Linked DNA regions of Sus scrofa: region 2 is linked to region 1. A link is a contact called in public HiChIP or PLAC-seq data. All regions are on one chromosome and are shown on one strand. The core of a region is the stretch at or near the end of the contact, and the rest is flanking DNA. Distances in the headings are between cores, read along the strand shown.

The links. HiChIP or PLAC-seq counts read pairs in DNA pulled down with a chosen protein or histone mark.
Region 2: an H3K27ac HiChIP or PLAC-seq map of alveolar macrophages shows a contact between it and region 1. The contact joins the promoter of XYLT1 here to the enhancer-like site in region 1. A contact is called at or near these places in 2 of 5 promoter capture datasets (fetal liver and fetal skeletal muscle), 10 of 47 Hi-C or Micro-C datasets (blood, brain, embryonic fibroblasts and 6 more) and 1 of 2 datasets of contacts at active chromatin or transcription factors (alveolar macrophages).

Annotation. Positions count from the first base shown.
Region 1 is chr3:27,202,551-27,206,395 of Sscrofa11.1, forward strand. The region is part of intron 6 of XYLT1 (xylosyltransferase 1); the gene reads right to left. Among named protein-coding and RNA genes, the nearest start is that of XYLT1, 290 kb to the right of the region's middle. Within about 2 kb of position 2,216, at least 5 of the 83 cell types and tissues checked have an H3K27ac peak or open chromatin away from gene starts, as enhancers often do. A contact at or near this core is called in alveolar macrophages, where this site is marked.
Region 2 is chr3:27,491,303-27,494,994 of Sscrofa11.1, forward strand. XYLT1 (xylosyltransferase 1) reads right to left here and starts at 1,327. Exons shown (of 12, transcript XM_021086555.1): 1 at 908-1,327. The coding sequence starts at 1,261.

The DNA of each region.
Region 1 (3,845 bases), core at 966-3,465:
ATTTAATTCTTGCAACTATTCTATGAGGATGGTCTTATTATCATTATTCCCATTTCACACAAGAGGAAACTGAAGGACCAGTGATTGATGAAACTGGCCCAAGGCCATGCACCTTTCCAAGCACCCTGGTGCTCATCTCTAAAATGGGTTAATGGGGAGTTCCCGTTGTGGCACAGTGGTTAACGAATCTGACTGGGAACCATGAGGTTGCGGGTTCGGTCCCTGCCCTTGCTCAGTGGGTTAAGGATCTGGCGTTGCCGTGAGCTGTGGTGTAGGTTGCAGACACGGCTTGGATCCTGCATTGCTGTGGCTCTGGCGTAGGCCGGTGGCTACAGCTCCGATTCAACCCCTAGCCTGGGAACCTCCATATGCCGCGGGAGCGGCCCAAAGAAATAGCAAAAAGACAAAAAAATAAAAAAAATAAAAAAAAAATAAAATGGGTTAATGCTCTTGGACTTGGCGCTTCCTGTGGTCAGTGAGGATACTCAATCCTCCACCATCCCCTCATCTCTGTCCAGATCTTAGAAAGATAAAGACACGGAGGCATGATCAGTAGGAGCCATGTGTCAAAGTTATCTGGCTGTCACATGGCAGAGCTGGCATTTTTCGTTTATTTGCTTTTTTCATTTAGGGCCGCACCTGAGGCATATGGAAGTTCCCAGGTTAGGGGTCAAATCAGAGCAGCAGCTGCTGGCCACAGCCACAGCCACGCCAGATACGAGCTGTGTCTGCCACTTACACCACAGTTGACAGCAACACCAAATCCTTAACCTACTAAGCAAGGCCAGGGATTGAACCCCGCATCCTTGTGGGTCCTAGTCAGGTGCATTACTGCAGAGCCGCAACAGGAACTCCAGAGGTAACATTTTTCCCTGAGACCCCAGCGTGCATGCTCTTAGCCAACACCACACTGCGTCCTAGGATGGGGCCCTGGTGACCTTGAACCATTTGGAGAACTTAGACCCACCAAGGTGGGAAAAGTCCCAGAGGAAACTCTATTTGAGGACAGGAGGAGGATGAATGACCCTTCCCATCTCCCTGTAGGGGGCCTGTCCCCGCACTGAGACCAGGCTGCCGAGATGTGGGAAACGTCTCCCAGGCTCCCTGAGCAGAAGCCACGAGTTCCCGGGGATGTTCACCAAGACCGGCTTATTCGGGACACCTGCTTCTGCCGGCCCTGCAGCGCTTATCTGGGGAAATGATGCTACATGTCTTTCACTGTATCTAGTTACCTCCGTTTTGGAGGAAAGCAGGGAAATTCAGTGAACACAACATGCCCCTTCATTTAATTATGGAACAGTCAGGACCAATTTGGCAACTATTAAAATACTAGTTTGCCTTTGTGCCATCGCTTAGCAGCAGGAGCTGGAAGTCCAAATTGGCTGCTAAAGGCTGGAGGTGGGGACAGAAAGTCCAAACTGCTATTAGGAACCACGTGGAATTAAAAACTGAGGTACCCCGTGGCTTTTGTATCTCACTGCTTGCTTTCGGCCCTCCCCGTCTCTCTTCTTAACTCCTTGCCTTTGTCTTTTCCAAGGGATGGAGCATCAGAATGAGGGGGAATTTGGAAACCATCTGATTCAACCCCTCCTTTTTGGGGGGGTTCTTTTTAGGGTTGTTCCCACAGCATGTGGAAGTTCCCAGGCGAGGGGTCGAACTGGAGCTGCAGCTGCTGGCCTACACCACAGCCACAGCAATGCAGGATCCAAGCTGCGTCTGTGACCTACACCGCAGCTCATGGCAATGCTGGATTCTTAACCCACTGAGCAAGGCCAGGGATCGAACCCGAATCCTCATGGATACTAGTCGGTTTCATTCATGCTGAGCCATGACGGGAGGCCCTATATCTCAATTTAGAAAAAAAGATTTCTGCCAGCGAACTTCTTGGCTAGTTGATGTGATGTGTTCACTGTATTCTCCAGGAATAATAAGAAATAATTAAATGGCCAAAATAAACAACAACAACAAAATGAATTAACAGAGATATTCTGGGCCTGACGATGTCATTTAAAGCTGCCTAATTCAGTTATGTCTGAAGTCAGATACTAATATTCCAGTCGCATCACCCAATAACTTCCTTTTCCCTTTATGCGAGTTTGAGCTGGGTTTCTGTCACTTCCTACCAAAAAGAGTCTTTCCTGGCACACCATCAGGGCAGAACTAGAGCTAAGCCCCGCCCAGTATGCACACGAGGGAGACACGTGGGAAGAGGGGCGTGGCTGGGCTTGTGGGTGAGGCTGGTGACGCCTCAGCAGACAAAGAGGAAGCAGCGGCCCCTGATGGCACATTGGTTCCTTTACCATTAAATTAACCCTCAACTGCTGTCCTTAATTCATCTAAGTGAGAGAATCCCAGCTGAGAGCTCACACGTGAGTGTTGGAACATGGGAGCTATTCTGTCCAGAGAACCTTAGGTCTTAGGGTTTTAGAGGAGGTGCAGGCAGCATCTCCTTAGCCTGAGGCGTTATCCTGTCCTTCATGTTATGCCATTTGGGTACCATTTGTCAACTGCTAATGCACATCAACTGGACAGGATGTACTCACACAGCCAAAGGCACAACCCTGGCCCATGAGTCATCTATTTATTTCTTCCACCTGCAATACTTTGGTCCAACTTTTAACTCGGCAATGACATTGTTAGCACCACCACAGTCACCATCACTGGGCATTTATGATGTGCCGAATGCTTTATAAACAGCATCTCATTTAATCCACCAATCTCTTAAGTGGATTCATATTTTCAGTGTAGAGATAAGGGAACAGGCTCAGAGAGGTTAAGTCACTTGTCCAATGCAACACAGGCAGGACATAGTAGACCTGAACTCCAATCCAGGAGGTGTGACCTAAAAAATTGATATAATTTTCTTTTGTCTTTTTTAGGGCTGGATCTGTGGCATATGGAGGTTCCTGGGCTAGGGGTCGAAATCGGAGCTGTAGCCGCTGGTCTACCAGAGTCACAGCAATGGCAGACTCGAGCTGCATCTGCCACCTACACCACAACTCACGGCAGCGCCAGATCCTTAACCCACTGAGCAAGGCCAGGGATTAAACCCACGTCCTCATGGATACTAATCGGGTTCGTTACCGCTGAGCCGCAGTGGAACTCCAAAGCACAGGTATAATTTTAACCTCTGTGTTGTACCCAGTTCCTGGCACAGGGGCTGGAATAGCAGACAGAGAATAAATACTGAGTAGGCTAAAACAACAGTACCAGGGTGGATGTAATTCAGACACAAGTCTATCAACTTAGAGCGGGTCCCCTTTTCATGATGCGACTTTGCACAAAACATGCACTACAAGTTACCTGGAAGGGAAGAAGGGTCTTCCTTCTCTAACGGTGGACACCCCAATATCAGGGCTAGTTAAGTAACCACCTTCATGGAATCTTGTTCGGCTCCTCCCCGCTTCCACAGGCTTTGGGGCCAGAGAATTTGGTTCAAATCCTAGCACTTAGCGGCTGTGTGACTTTGGGAAAATCACTTAGGTTCCCAAAGACTCCCTTTCTTCTCTTGACAAACAAAAATCATAATTCTTATTTTTGCGCTGACTGGCTGTAAGCATGAGACTGGATCCTGTGTGCGAAAGGCTCAGCAGAGCAATGGACACTTAGTAGGAACACAACACACTATAGGGCCATGAGTCTTTTTTTTCCACCCAAGCCTCTCCAGCTGAGTGGCCGGAACACACTGTACTAGTCTGTGCTAACTGCCAGGGCATCTTCAGGTCTGGGCCTCCTCTTAAACATAAAGAACACAGGCTGTCAGGAAGATACGAACGATCTATAAATAGCTGGATGAAATCCAAGCTAAAATTAAGGAAAATGACACAACATAAGGATGCTGGGGT
Region 2 (3,692 bases), core at 77-2,576, 290 kb after region 1:
CAGGCCCACAGAAGGTGTGAAAGGCACCCTGGAGAAGTTGGGGACAGGGAAGGAAGCCACTCAGATGGCCCCAGAAGATCTGCGGAAGGCACAGTTTCAGAGTCTGTGCTGTTCACACCCAAGGAGGGCAAAGTAAACCCACAGGAGCTTAAGTCGTGATGCTGTGATCGGCCACACAGCTGGTGACAGGAATTAGCCATACTCAAGACAGAGGGCCAGACACAAACACCCAGATTGCGGCCATGCCCTGACACCGGAGCGCAGGGCGAGGAAAGTCAGAGAGGGCGGAGGAGAGGGCAAGGTTAGACGTGGAAGAGGCAGACATGCGTCTCAGGCATCCAGGGATGTTAGACAGGAGACCCAGAGTAAGACCAGGCACCCAAAACTGAATCTGGATTCCAGGGCACGACTGAGGACTTGGGGCACTGATCTCGGACCTCCTCTCAGGCCAGGCAAAGACAACTAGGCAGCAAGCAGAGGACCGAGGGGTATACATCCCAGCTCGGCCAAAACCCAAGCGATGCAGTGAGCACCACCGCCCAGGCAGCGGCTGAAGGTCCCGGGCACGGCCACTCTCTCAGACCGGGAGGGAGGCACCAACACCCATATGCACAGAGCAAGTCGGGGCGCCGAGGGAGAGTGACGGGAGACAGGAACCCAGCCAGGCTCTGGTAACCCCCCAAAGCACCTCCTCCGGAGATAACTTCCCCAGACCCCAAGGGGGCAGCCCTCGGCCCGTGAGCCTGAGCTGGGACCCCCATCCTGGTTTCCAGGGGAAAGCGATGTGGAGCCAGAAGGCTTGGGGAGTCCCAGTCTCCTGAGCGAGGTTCAAGGGCTGGGGGGCGCGGGGTCGCAACCGCCTATCTCCCTCCTTCCCTCCGGGACGCGAGCCCAAAGGGCATCTTACCAGCGCCCGCGAGGCCAGTGCCCCCCGGCTGGCCAGCTGCTGCACGCGGGGTGCTCCGGGGCCGCCTCCCCGCGCCCGCGCCGGGGGCCCCCGTCCTCCGCCGCCGCCGCCTCCTCCTCCTCGGGCTGCAGCTGGCTCGGCGGGCAGGTCCCGGCGCTCTCGGCGCGGGGCCGGGGCCGGGGGCGGCTGCTCCGCGCCGCCAGCCGCTGCGCCCCCGCGGCGCTCCCCGGCCCCGGAGTCTAGGCTGCTGAAATTCCACACGACCAGCGTCTGCAGTAGCAGCACGGTGAGCGCCGCGAGCAGCGCCGAGTGCGAACGCCGGGCCAGCCTCCGGGCGCACGGCGCCGCCACCATCTTCGGAGCGCGGCGGGCGAGCGGGGCGCGGGGACCCCGGGCGCTCCGGGCCGCCCCCGCGCTCCCCGCGGCTCCCGCGGCCGCCGCTGCCGCTTGGGCTCCCGCTCGGGCCGCCGCCGCCGCCGCCTCCTCGGCTCGCCGGTGCTCCTCCTCCGCCGCCGCCGCCGCCGCCGCCGCTGCCGCCGCCGCCGCCGCCGCCGCCTCCACCGCCGCGGCGCGGAGTTTTCAGACGGGCAGGGACCCGGACGTCACCAGGAGGAGGGGAAGGCGGGGAGGCGGGGAGCCGGAGGCCGCGGAGGGGGGCGGCGGGCGCGCGCGCTCGGGCGGGGCGCGCGGGGAGGGCGGGGGCCTAGGCCGCGGGGCTCCCCCTCCCCACACCCCCTTCTGAGGGAGGGGGTCTCGCGGGATGGGGAATGGGCTGGGGGGACGCGGGCCCCGGCGGAGAGGGGCGGGGCGTGGGGGCGGAGCGACGGAGGAAAAAGCAGGAGGGAGAGGAAGGGGGTGGGGGCGAGCGGAGGGGACCGACACCCGCCCGGACGCGAGCCGGAGTGGGTGGGGGAGAGGGGGACAGTCCCCGCAGCAGAGAAGGCCGGGCAGGGGCAGAAAAGCCTGAGGAGCTTCGGGTGAGGGTGGGCCCGCGCAGGATCAAGGGGAGGTCGGAAGCTCCAGGGGTCCTGAGATCCTGCCTTCCATGTGGGAGGCAAGCACGAGGCAGCTGAGTGGAGCCGCCTCCCCGCCCCGGAGTTGCGGTCCAGGTGTCTTCTTTGGGCACAGAGACTGCTTGGCAGGTGGAGACGCGAAAAAAGTGTCTGGAGTGTCAGAGCCAGGGAAGGGTCTCAAGCGGTGGATCCCTGAATCCCGAGATCCCTGGCTTGAAGGGGCAGGGAGGAGGCCACAAATAAGAATCCGTGAGTGATGACTCCTGAATCATACCCCACCCCCTAGTGCCAATGATGTCCTAAGTGCTTCATTGAGTCATTTCTTTGATCCCTGAGGACAAACGGGTCAGGAGACTTCCAAATCCAGTTGGCGAGCACGTGCCCTAGTGGGAAAAGGGAGAGACCCAGTGGAGTTTCTCATCCTTCACATGCTGCAAGCCCCAAAGTCTTGCCCCAGTCTTCCACTAGGTCCTGCTTCACCTCCGACCTGAAGCCTGCCTGCCTGCCCGCAAAGGGCTCAGCTCCTGGGAGAACTGGTCTTGCCTCCTAAACTGGAGGCTGGACTGGACTGGACTGTCCGGTGACCTTGAGCAGGGAGAACTCCTCCCTGGGCCTGAGCTTCCTCTCTCAATGAGGGTTTAAGCTGGCAACCCCAACGGACTCAAATTTCATCACCAGCCTTCTCTGACTCAGTCTTTCTAGTCTTTCCCTCCCAGTGTCCTCTTGCCCAGCAGCCCTGAGCACATGGTGAGCTGATAGAGGGAGTAGGTGTCCCAGACAGGACATAACACTCAGAATACAATAGCAGATCAAATCCTCAGCTTATGCATCGGAGACTCAGGGTGAGTGCTTTGCATCTTGACCACTGTGCTTTTAAACCTCATCCTAATTTTAAAGGGAAGAAAGTGGAGGAATAGAGGATCCATCCGAGAAGGAAGCAGGGAAGAGATTGTTTTATCCACTCAAGGAGGGTCCGTGAACATCATCAAGCGTCTGTCAGACACTGGGCGAGGCACAGAGGATCCAAAGGTAGGGCTTAACCTCCGCTCCACCAGCTTGGGGTCCAGAGGAGGAGCCAGATATACACATCAGTCATTAACAAGCAGTGAGGTCAATGCCACTTTGGAAATGTGCACAAATTGCTGTGAGTTCATGATGATGTGGTGGGAAGGACCACCAAGAAGACTTTCTGGACCCATGTAAGAGGCCAGCCTGCTTCCCTGAACTGGGAGTGTGAAATGCCAGCAAAAGGGGATCTAAACACCAGAGGAGACTCAGCCTTCAGAGTCTCCACGCCTGGCCAGACATATGGCCAGGTATAGAGGCCTCCCCCTTGGGCTGAGCCTACCTAACCACGAGTGAGATAACAGAGGCAAGCTTCTACTGCCATGCCACCAGTCTTCTATCCTCTGTTTATCTCCTGGGAATATTTTTGTTACAAATTAAAACATTTATTCTGTCTTAAAAATAGAGTTACCAGATCATATAACTAAATGTTCCAGTGATGACATCAGGTGAGATTTGATCAAGTAGCTCAGAACTATGACCTATGATTCGTTTTCTTTCCAACTCTCCCCTCTGCCTTTCATGAGATGTACTTCATCCTTAAGTTCTCTCCCGTCACAGTCTGGCATCAGTTACTCAGACTCATTGTATCCTTTGTTCATTTCTAGCCCAGGAGGAGGGTCAGTATTTTCCGGAATTCTCCTCAAAGTTTCAGATATTCTCCCTGATTGAACCAGCTTTAGGTCATAGGTCACTCCTAAACCGAG